Linked DNA regions of Triticum aestivum: region 2 is linked to region 1. Evidence: chromatin contacts called from public Hi-C data. All regions are on one chromosome and are shown on one strand. Each heading gives the region's core, a stretch centred on a gene start, on an enhancer-like site or on the middle of the called end of the contact. The rest is flanking DNA. Distances are from core to core; before and after follow the strand shown.

Region 1 (5,438 bases), core at 1,389-3,888:
CGGCGTGCCATTGCGTCCTGTGTGCACAGCAGGCCGATCTTCAGGAACCGGCATGCCTCCTCGATCTCCTGGTCTTCGTCTATGTCGGCATCTATGATCTCTTCTAGACGCTCTTGCTCGTAGAATGCCCATGTCTGTAGAAAAGGTGCAGCAGAATTTGTCAAATTCAGCATTATTCTTTGAACGTTTGCTCAGTGAACTTATGGTATAGTTGCTTCGGTATGCAACTGACACCATTTTGTATTCAGGTTGTCAATAAACGCTATTTGCAAATAAGGAGAGCTTACCTTCTCAAGGAGGAATTGATCTTCACAAGGCAATCTTGTGTTGGTGTTACATCTGCCACTGACAATTTCCAAGAGAAGAACCCCATAACTATAGATGTCAGACTTCTTAGTCACTTGACCTCGGATAGCATATTCTGGAGCCAAGTATCCTCTGAAAGGAAGTGCAATTACTAGTCAGAACAGAAAGTACAATATGTGAAAGAAGTTTGTCAAATCAGGGGATGGGTTATGCTTACAATGTGCCTGCCACCCGGGTGCTAACATGAGTTGCATTGGCAGGAAGAAGCCTCGCCAATCCAAAATCAGAAATTTTCGGGGTCAGGTCCTTGTCGAGAAGAATGTTGCTCGCTTTTATGTCGCGGTGGATAATGTGAGGACGGATTTCCTCATGAAGAAATGCAAGTCCACGGGCAACTCCCACGGCAATTTTGACACGAGCCCTCCAGTTGAACTGGATGCTGCTGTAGCCAGACCCTGCAATAGCACATGCAGAACATCTGTAAATACGACAAGCATTGAAGGAATCGACGAACAGCAGAAATGCTCGGTAGGACAAAGTGTTAGTACCTAGCAATGTCTGTGAAAGGCTGTTTTTCTCAAGATAATTGTAAACGAGGATCCTATGGGACCCTTCAGCACAGCAGCCGACAAGCGTGACGAGGTTTTCATGCTTGATGTCTGAAATTGCTGTAAGTTCAGTCAAGAACTCTCGGACGCCTTGCCTTGAAGTGGCTGACAGAACCTTCACTGCGATTAGTGTGCCGTCTTTGAGCATTCCCTGGTGAAGCAAAATGAAATGTTAGCAAAAGGTGTTTGATAATGTTGACCTTTAGGCATTGACGAAGTGGTCAGTAACCTGTGCGTAATTACCCTGAATACGGAACCAAAACCACCCTCTCCAATCTTGTTTGCCCCACTGAAGTCTTGAGTTGCCTTTCTCAACTCGTTGTAAGAAAAGACCCTCACACTATGTTCACCTGATACAAAGAAACAACAAGAGAAGAAAGGGTATAAGAACGGAGAATTGTTTGAGCATGGAAGGGACCAGGCAAATATGTGCAAAAGATGCTTACCCTCATCGCCTTCAACAGCATGTTGAGATCTCCGTCCGAACATAAAGCAGCAATCCATGTTGACAACAAACTAGAAGGAATTTCTGCAAGAAATATATGTAGCAGGCTGTCAGATATGAATTACTACATACCTGCAATGCAACAATAGATGAATCCAAAACAGAGGCCTATAAGCAACACACTAACTTAGTGATCGCTGACCCAAGTATCAATTATTGGTGTGAACAGCAAGACACAAATTTTAAAAGACAAATTGAACAACAGTTTTGCTTTTAATTATTGGAATCCAAATTCTATAAGAGAAAGCTGAAGCTGAACTACCGTTTTGTTTAACTACCTAGCCACTAGGTTATGATTATCCCGTATGGCACGGGCAAGATAATACGGAAAATTTGAAGCAGACCAAGGCTTTAGTTTAGTAGAGAAGCCATCCCTCCCATTTGCTGATCATTTTAAAGAAATGAAACATTCCTCTTGATGGTCGCAAGTAAACTTGGCCCTATCTCTTTGAAAGAAACAGGCACCTAACACAACCGCTGGACCAGCTAATCCCCGTTGAAGATCAGAAATATATCCTAATCAGCCAACCCATTCGGAAATGAAGCTGGATTTGGACACAGAGCAAAGGAAATTGATTGTTATATATGGCGAATTGCACCCAAAATAAGTTGGATTTGGACTCAAGAGCCATGAAAACTTGTCCCCGTTCTCCCCTAAAGATCTAAGAAAGAAGCAAAGACGGCCATGAGATGAATCCCGATCTAAGACGGCGTCTCAAAGACGGCCAATCCACCGAACCAAACCCATCAAACCCCAAAAGAAACAGAGTCCGGAGCTGGAAGGAAGAAGACAGCGCGAGAGCGCAAGAATCACCTTGCAGATAAGATAGATAGCGGCGCCGAGGAGGATTGATCGATCGAGCCTGGCTCCCTCCCGGTGATAAACAACGACGACGGCGCCGAGCAGTGGGTGAGGACGAGGCAAGGCGAGAGGAGGCGGTGGCGTACAAGGCGGCGGTTAAGAGCAGAGGAGGGGGAGGGTGGAGGGGGAGGAGTAGGCGGAGAAGGATATGAAGAGGAAGAAGGCGGTGAGAAGGATCTCGGGAGCACCACGGCACGAGGCTTTGACTTTCTCCTCCCTCCCGTTCCTCTTCTTCCTACTCCTGCTGCTGCCGCTCACCTCACCTCACCCCACCCCCAGCCTCTGCGTGCGTTCAAGTCTCCTGCCCTCGTTGTATTTTAGCCGGAAAAAATGGGCAGTTTGTTTATTCGTGTCTCCTTTTGCTTTGTGAGTTTGGCGGTTGCGACCAGGAAGAACGAGAGAGGAGGTGTGGATCGAGTTGCTTAAAATATCGTTGGGTTGGAGGGAGGGGCGCGACGGTTTTTTCCCGCGTGCGCGTTCGGCTGGGCCTCGTGGGGAGCAACGCGGAAGCAGCCGCGACCGGCTCCCTCCCTCCCGGTCAGCACTCAGCGGCGCCCGTTGGCGTTGCCCCCACGTCCACTTCGCCGGAGGGTGGGTCCCTCGCCCTCGCCCTGCCGCCGATGTGGCGCGTTTCTGTGAGGCGATGGGATCGGGGTACTGTGTGCTGTAGCCGAGACTTGAGCACGCACGGCGACGGCGAAAACATGTCGTCCACGCCACGGACCTACGGTACGGGCGGTCGGGCACTGTACCTGCGCGTCGTAGGGAGCGGATCTTATCCACGGACGTCTTTTCCTTTCGTCTAGGGCGACTAGAACCCTAGCGCCGCGCCGCAAGGAGAGCCAGCCTTCCAGCGCCGTCCTTCGGCGGCTCCCCTGCGCTGACGACCTCGGCCGGTGAGCGGTGGTAAGGAGGGTCGCCGGATACAGGCGTGTGGATAGTTTTAGGCTAAAACAACTTTAGTTTTTAGCATATTCATCGTCTTGGCTTCGACTGCGGTGATGGCTGCGCTGGATAAAATTTCTTCAGATCCTACTCTGACGAGGCGATGTGTCCTATGATTGAGGAAGGGTCTGGAATCCAGTCTGTTCAAGCAAAGATGGTGCGGTGGTGGTCGCATCCTTGTGGTGGACTTGTGTCCTCAGGCTCTGCCGTTGCGACGCCGTCTGCTCCGGCGCCGGCGCGGAGTTTGCGAGCTAGTCCGGGAGCGGATGTAGACTGTGGTCTGCATCGGTGGCATCTGGAAGGTGGTGGATCGTATGCTGGGTTCGTGGTACGTGGATGACATATATGGTTTCCTCTCCGAATCCTTAGTCATGTGAGGGTGTCAGATCTGAAGTTCAATGGCGTGTCCGGGGTGTTGCCCTGGTCTGATTCGTTCAACGGTAGTGATTTTGCCTTTGGCGAGCCACCTTGAAGTTCCGCAAAGCTGCAAATCAACGATGGAGCCGCATCGAGCTCGGGTGTGAAGGTGATACGTCATATTTTTTTACTTTGATGGGTGCGGTGGTGGTGATACAGGCAGGTGACGGGCGTTGGTGTCAAGCCTAGAGGTTTCTTCGGTCTTGTTGTAATTTTACTTCTTGGTTGATGTTCCTTTGTGTAAAGGCTAGCGTTCTGCTATTTGTTCAGTTTTACTAGGTTGGTGTCTACATGGCTTGTACTATGATACTTATGATATAAATGAGACATGTATTATCATGCAAAAAAGGGAGTGCATTGGCTCAGCGGGTTGTACGTGACAAAGGACGTGTACGTGTCTGATGCCCGCAAAGCCCCAGTTTAGAAAAAGGACATCTAGACCGCTCCGCGGATGAATGCGGTACCGTGTTGAATGATAAAACACATATGTACCACATGGTCTAGACGGATGGGGAGGTGTGAGGGTCCACATTGAAAATGTCGTTAGGCGATCTTCAACATGGACCCTCAGAACTCCCGCATACGTCCGAACGTACTTGTCAGACACAATTTTCCATCTAACTAGGTATTTCATTGTCCGCAGACTAGTTCGGATATCTGAAATCCCACACACTTTATGCAAAACCAGGGGAGGCTTTGCGAGCGTCTCGACTGCTATCATACACGACCAACAACCTGGACCCACCCAAAAACCTCTCACACGCCCATGCCCTCTTCATGGCAAAGTGGTTGCCGCGCATTCAAGCCCGCCAGTGCTACTCCAGAGCGCCAGCACCACACTCATATTGGCCCAGAGTGACGCAAACCTCTCATTGGAGCCGGTATTGAATCGGCACGCCGACCAAGAGCACTGCCGGGTCTCCACGCTCGTTCCAATTCCGAAGACGCTTGATTGAATGGGATTGGACGGCTGTGTACCGCATTCAAACCAACTCTCATCCGTTCACCAGCCAACATTAAACAGGCATGGCAGCCGAGGAATCCACTCTGGCGCTTGCATTGACACGGCCCATCGCTTGATGTTCCCGACACTCACTATTTAACCGTTACATCCTCGCCAGACATGACCCCCTTCGCACCACGTTCGCCGTGACCGCCAACTCTAGAGCGATGTGGGAGAACCTCTCGACAAAGCATAAGTAGGAGATGGCCGGCCTTGAGTCCTGCTGGCAAGCCCGTCGTGCGCAACGATTACAGGCTAGCTAGCTTGCTGGAGGTGTGCAAGGACGATATGCCGACTTCAATGACGCCATGGCGGAGGAGCAACCAACGCTGCTTGTGTCGGCGTTTTGGCTAACGCGGGAGGTCTTGGGGAACGTAGTAATTTCAAAAAAAATCCTACGCACATGCAAGATCATGGTGATGCAAGCGTTAGAACAACGCGGTTGATGTAGTCGTACGTCTTCACGATCCGACCGATCCAAGTACCGAACGCACGACACCTCCGAGTTCAGCACACGTTTAGCTCGATGATGTCCCACGAACTCCGATCCAGCAGAGCTTCGAGGGAGAGTTCCGTCAGCACAACGGCATGATGACGGTAATGATGATGCTACCGACGCAGGGCTTCGCCTAAGCACCGCTACGATATGACCGAGGTGGATTATGGTGGAGGGGGGCACCGCACACGGCTAAAAGATCAATGATCAATTGTTGTGTCTAGAGGTGCCCCCTGCCCCCGTATATAAAGGAGCAAGGGGGGAGAGGCGGACGGCCAAGGAGGGCGTGCCAAGGG
Region 2 (5,876 bases), core at 2,724-5,223, 140 kb after region 1:
AGACACGACGATGCAACCGCAAATTCAACAAAGCAAAAACCCTAAAAAGATTATGCAAAGGCTCAGATTGGTTCGGATATGATGAACTAACCCTAATTTTTTGTGTGGCTTTTTCGTGGACTGTTATGAAGAACAGACTCGATCTAAACTACGAAAAATGTAAAATCTCACCGAGCAACCTGGAAATCTGATACCACTTGATAGAGGCAAAGGTGTCCCGTCTTTCGATGAGATGATGGATATCGCTTTGGTGGAAGTCGACTTTGACGATCCGACTACGAACGTGCGAGGACGTCGCGCCTTAGCAATCGCTAACCAACTCCGAGAGGTTATTGACCACGCCGGAGCACAATCAACCTGACCACGAAGGTCTATTTCCTGCAAGCAAACGAAGAAAAAGCAAGAAACTAAGATTGCGATCTGGATATTATGAATATAAGATGAAAGCTTTATTGATCAAGGTGGGGTTATGTGACGTCTTGGTCTGGTCATTGAACACAAACGAAGTACGCGAAGTTGCAGCTATGGCGAACTTTTAATCTAAACAAAACCCAAAGTCTAAACGATGCCCTATGGGCTGTATATATGGAGGAAGAGGGGGGAATTTCGTGGCCCTTGGAGGAGGGGTCCGAAAACCACCCTAACTCTTGTTTCCCCACACATACGGACTCTAAAAACAACCTATACTTGACTATTTCGAAATTAGATGGGCCTGGCCCAAAAATAAGGTGACGCGGCACCTATAGTAGCCTCTGGACGAAATTTGTGAAGTGGCATAGTGTATATTTCGTCCAAGACTTCGTGCACTCATTACGGTGGCTTCAAAGTCCTGCAATCATCACTTGAAACTCCGTTCTTGTTTCCCTTGCACATGCCATTATCTACATGCTTGTTCTTGCTCTAATGTTCATCCTTCTCCAAGCTAGGCCCTTCATTTGTAAGCAAAACAATTGTATCCAATTTAGGCAGCATCATATTCTCATGAACATTAGAATCATTACCAATAAACGAAAGTACCTGGTAATTTAATTGGCGTGCTCGAGCTCTAGTAATTGGTCCAGTATGTATAGTAGCAGGCGCTGTGGGTGTAACAATGGTATTGATGTCCTCATCACTTGGGGATGCTAGTTTTTCTATGTCCGCTACTTATTGCAATGATCATGATTCGGGTGATAATGCTTGTTATGATCTTGAAAATTTATTTAAGCCTCATGATGAATATGTTTGCTATAATATTGAAAGTGGGTTTGGAAGAGTGTCAACTTTAGAAAATAATGATCCTACTACTTTGGAGATTGATCAATCTTATGATTTTTTGATAAAGGTGGGCTTGGAGAAGTAATAACTTTATTTTATGTTAATCCCACTATTTTGGAAGAGTGTCAACTTTGCATGCATGTGGATCATGTTGAAAATAGTTTATATGATAGCTATATTGTTGAATTTGATTATGATCCTACATGTAATTATTATGAAAGAGGAAAATATGGTTGTAGAAATTTTCATGTTACTAAATTACCTCTTGTTATGTTGAGATTGCTATTATTTCTTTCTTCTTCTTTGCATATGGTAGTTTTTGCTTGCCTTGATAATTTGTTTGCCTATAAGATGCCTATGCATAGGAAATATGTTAGACTTAGATGTGTTTTTCACAAGCTATATGATGCCGGAAAATGCCAATGGCGGGTGACCTCCATGGAGGTGGTTATTTTCACAAAGTCAAAAAACATATTTTAAAGTTCCAAAAAATTCTGAAAAAAATCATACATGTTCATATGGATGTATCTTACATGTGTGTAAATTTTTAAGATGATATATATTATGGTGAGAGCTAGACAAAAAAGAGAAAATCGCGATCTGAAACTGATGAACAGTACACACTGTTCATTATTAGAAAGGCAGGATTTTCTTTTTTTGTGTAGCTCTCTCCATAATGTATTTCGTCGTCACACTTTATAAGCATGCAGAATACATCCATATGAATGTGTATAATTTTTTTTCAGAATTTTTTGATACTCTGAAATGTCATTATTGAATTTTTAAAAATAACCACCTCCATGGAGGTTGCCCGCCAAAAGACCGCTTTCGTGTGAGCATCATCGAAATTATCTTTGCCTAGCTAAAATGCTTTAAAGAAAAGCGCTTGTTGGGAGGCAACCCAATTTTCGTCAATACCTCAAACCCCGCACATGGGGAGTTATTTTATGGCCAGTCAGTTGATTCATTGCGGAATATTTCTAGGCATTAGGGGGAGATTACAAGTATCATAAAGAATGCCAGGAAATTAGTGGAATGTTTAACCCATTTTCTGCCTCAAATCCACGCACTCAAAGATCTGAACCATGAGTTCAGAAGATTTGCCACACATTGCAAATAACCAACCAAATTCATTTACCGACTATAACGGTGTCACATAATCCTACAATCCTGAAAAAAAATATGCATGAAAGAGTGAAGGACACAATCCTACGGTTATCTGCTATGCTAATTTGGAAATGGGTGAGTGACTTGAGGTTGTTACTGTAAAAGTCATGTTTTATATCCAGCTGTTGGTAGGGTTTTTTTTTCGTGAAATGCACATCAAGTGGGAACATGCCCCTCCACGAGAATCTGTAACATTGATCTTTTATCCAATGACTCGGATTGATTTTTCTATTTTTGCACTGGGAGATCAGATTCTATACTAGTCACTCCCGATTTAAGGTACCAAGAAAAAACACCTGACTCCCTATTCAAAGCAACGGAGGAAGAAGTATGGCAACGGTACACCAGGATTTAACTTTTCGCAAGTAAGAATATCAAGGCCTATTAGCTCAGGAAGTTAGAGCGTCGTGCTGATAACATGTTGAAATTAGAAAACAAGAGAGAATCAACATAGATGTAAAATAAATTGAGTGTTCTTTTTATTGATGATTGTCGCATATTATATACAAATTGGGGAGACATCTGGGAGGCGTTGGTTTGCACAGACGTGATTGGGAAGTAACTGCCGTGCGGTACTACTCGTGGGGAAACAGGGATTTCTCTAACTAATCACATGGATTAATTATTCTTAACAGTTTTCACGACAGGTGAGGCCGTGACTTTTGCTTTTTGACGTCAAGCAAGTAATATTGTGACTTTGAATACTCGACCCTCAGAAATCCAAAGTCATAAAAGTCGTTCACATGGCTGTTGGCCCAGGTCGGTTTTGCGCTTTGCACCAGGGACACCTTTCCCGCACGGTTTGTCGCACCGTACAATGAAGTTGGTGATCCATGCCGTATCGTCCATGATAAGGCTATAATTTACGATTAACTTGTTTTAGACGCAAATCTTTCAAAGTTCAAAACCTTGCATGTAACGCGCGTTCGGTACCATGCAGCACTCTACGTGTATTATGAAGTCATCGGTAGGTACATATGGAAGTATGAGACACGTAAGTAAACATGGATAACAGGATCATCATAGACATCGACAGGAAAACCAAAGTGAGCAGCTAGCTTCAGTTACACGCGGTCAAAGGAGGCCCGCGGACAAAGCACGGTGGCGACCGTCCTCGTAGCGTCTCGGTGTTCCATATAGGAGTACTACTACTTGAGTTCGATGCATGCATGTACTATGTCAGAACAGAACAAACAAACAAACATATAGTATATGTAGGTTCATATCGGCATTTTCTTTGGCGGGGAATATCCGTATAAATACAGTCTACGTGTGTGTATTTGCATGTGCAGATGTGGTGGTTGCGTAACATGTCCGTTCAAAAAGTGTCAGCTGGGCCTAGGTAGTAGTACCATTAATTAAACGCCCTGCCGTTGGGGAGGGGCGACAAGTCGCCGGTCGACGCTTGACCTTGGGGGCGCAGGCGTTCCCACGCCACGCGGACACGGCGACAAAAGGCCAGCCAGGCCGCTGTACGGCCGATCCATGGACGGATGGCGACGGGACTGGCCGCGCGCGCGTCGCCGTCGCGTGCGCGCGTGCGCAACGTTGCTGCGTGCGTTCGGTGGTGGACTCGCGCGTCATCCAGGGATCCAATCGGGACGCATGTGCGCACCGCAGACGAGCACCGCTCCAGACGAGCGCGCCGCTGGCTCTGGGACCTCCTGGCGCGCCGCCGCCGCCGCCGGTCACGTACGGGGAGTGTCAGAGTGAATCCATCCACTGCCGCCTGCCGGTTGCCTGATTCTAGCCCTAGCTAGGACATGACCGAAGGGATTTCGATCGACCCTGCTCCCACGTTAACGCGTTTTCCTTTTGGATTGAGATTTTGGGAGCATGGAAGGATGTAAAAGCAGTGGCGCGTCTGGAGCTAATATTACCCTGATGCATCACTTAAATATGGCGTAATTTTTTCAAGTAATAATGTATGAGGTGTGTTACGCGTGTGTCGGCTCATCTTTGTAAAAGATTGGCCGGGTCGCAATCCATCCGATCGTGTGATGCGAACCATCCGTTCCCCTTCTCTAATTTTCTGCAACAATACCCTTGTTGTAAAACCTCATCTTCTTCAATTTTCCGCGACAAGGCCCATGTTGCAAAACCTCTTCCCCAATTTTCCGCAACAAGACACTTGTTGCAAAACCTCCGTTGCAACATGACAAAGCATTTTCGTCCTCTTCTCTACGTTCTTGCAACAAGACCCTTGTTACAAAAATGACAACAACATCTTCAGCAGCGTCGCGCATTAGCACAGTCGTCGTTCGCCACCGCCCGACAACAATGTTGTTGCAGAAGCTTGTCTCGGAGGTGATGTTGCGAACAATGGCGCGGAGCTGAGCTACGTTCAAGGGGTTGACTACGATGAGACTTTCTCACCCGTAGCGATACTTAACTCTGTTAGAATTATGTTAGTAATTGCCGCATTTTACGATTATGAAATCTGGCAGATGGATGTCAAAACAGTGTTCCTTAACGGGTTTCTTAAGGAAGAGTTGTATATGATGCAACCGGAAGGTTTTGTCGATCCTAAGGATGCTAAAAAGGTATGCAAGCTCCAGCGATCCATTTATGGACTGGTGCAAGCATCTCGGAGTTGGAATATACGCTTTGATGAGATGATCAAAGCTCTTGGTTTTATACAAACTTACCGAGAAGTTTATATTTACAAGAAAGTGAGTGGGAGCTCTGTAGCATTTCTAATACTATATGTCGATGACATATTGTTAATTGGAAATTATGCAGAATTTCTGAAAAGCATAAAGAGTTGTTTGAAAAGAGTTTTTCAAAGGAAGCCCTAGGTAAACCTGCTTACATATTGGGCATCGAGATCTATAGAGATAGATCAATATGCCTGATAAGATTTTCACAGAGCACATACTTTAACAAGATTTTGAAGGAGTTCAAAATGGATCAGGCAAAGAAGGAGTTCTTTCCTGTATTGTAAGGTGTGAAGCTGAGTAAAACTCAAACTCGACAACTGCAGAAGAAAGAGAAAGGATGAAGGTCGTCCCCTATGCCTCAGCCATAGGCTCTATAATGTATGTCATGCTGTGTACCATACCTGATTTGTGCCTTGCCATGAGTCTGGCAAGGGGTACAAAAGTGATCCGGGAGTGGATCACTAGACAGCGGTCAAAATTATCCTTAGGTACCTAAAGAGGACTAAGAAAATATTTCTTGGTTATGAAGGTGATAAAGAGTTTGTCGTAAAGGGTTACGTCGATGCAAGCCTTGACACCGATCCGGGTGACTCTGAGTTGCAAACCAGATACGTATAGTGGAGCAGTCATTTGGAATACCTCCAAGTGGAGCGTGGTAGCAGCATCTACAGTATGACATAGAGATTTGCAAAGCACACAAAGATCTTAATGTTGCAGACCTGTTGACTAAAACATCTCTCACAAGCAAAACATGATCAAACCCCAGAACTCATTGAGTGTTAATCGCATAGC

Evidence for each region. Hi-C and Micro-C count contacts between places; a contact is called where the count stands out from the background.
Region 2: a contact with region 1 is called in a Hi-C map of leaf, with 6 times the contacts expected there. The contact joins the enhancer-like site here to the promoter of LOC123054589 in region 1. A contact is called at or near these places in 3 of 5 Hi-C or Micro-C datasets (leaf and root) and 1 of 1 datasets of contacts at active chromatin or transcription factors (leaf).

Annotation. Positions count from the first base shown.
Region 1 is chr2D:571,927,472-571,932,909 of IWGSC CS RefSeq v2.1, forward strand. LOC123054589 (cold-responsive protein kinase 1) reads right to left here and starts at 2,639. Exons shown (of 7, transcript XM_044478389.1): 1 at 2,234-2,639; 2 at 1,361-1,443; 3 at 1,144-1,264; 4 at 855-1,065; 5 at 524-761; 6 at 288-438; 7 at 1-134. The coding sequence starts at 1,062.
Region 2 is chr2D:572,064,293-572,070,168 of IWGSC CS RefSeq v2.1, forward strand. No RefSeq gene overlaps it. Among protein-coding and RNA genes, the nearest start is that of LOC123050059, 24 kb to the right of the region's middle. Within about 2 kb of position 3,974, at least 8 of the 8 cell types and tissues checked have an H3K27ac peak or open chromatin away from gene starts, as enhancers often do. A contact at or near this core is called in leaf and root, where this site is marked.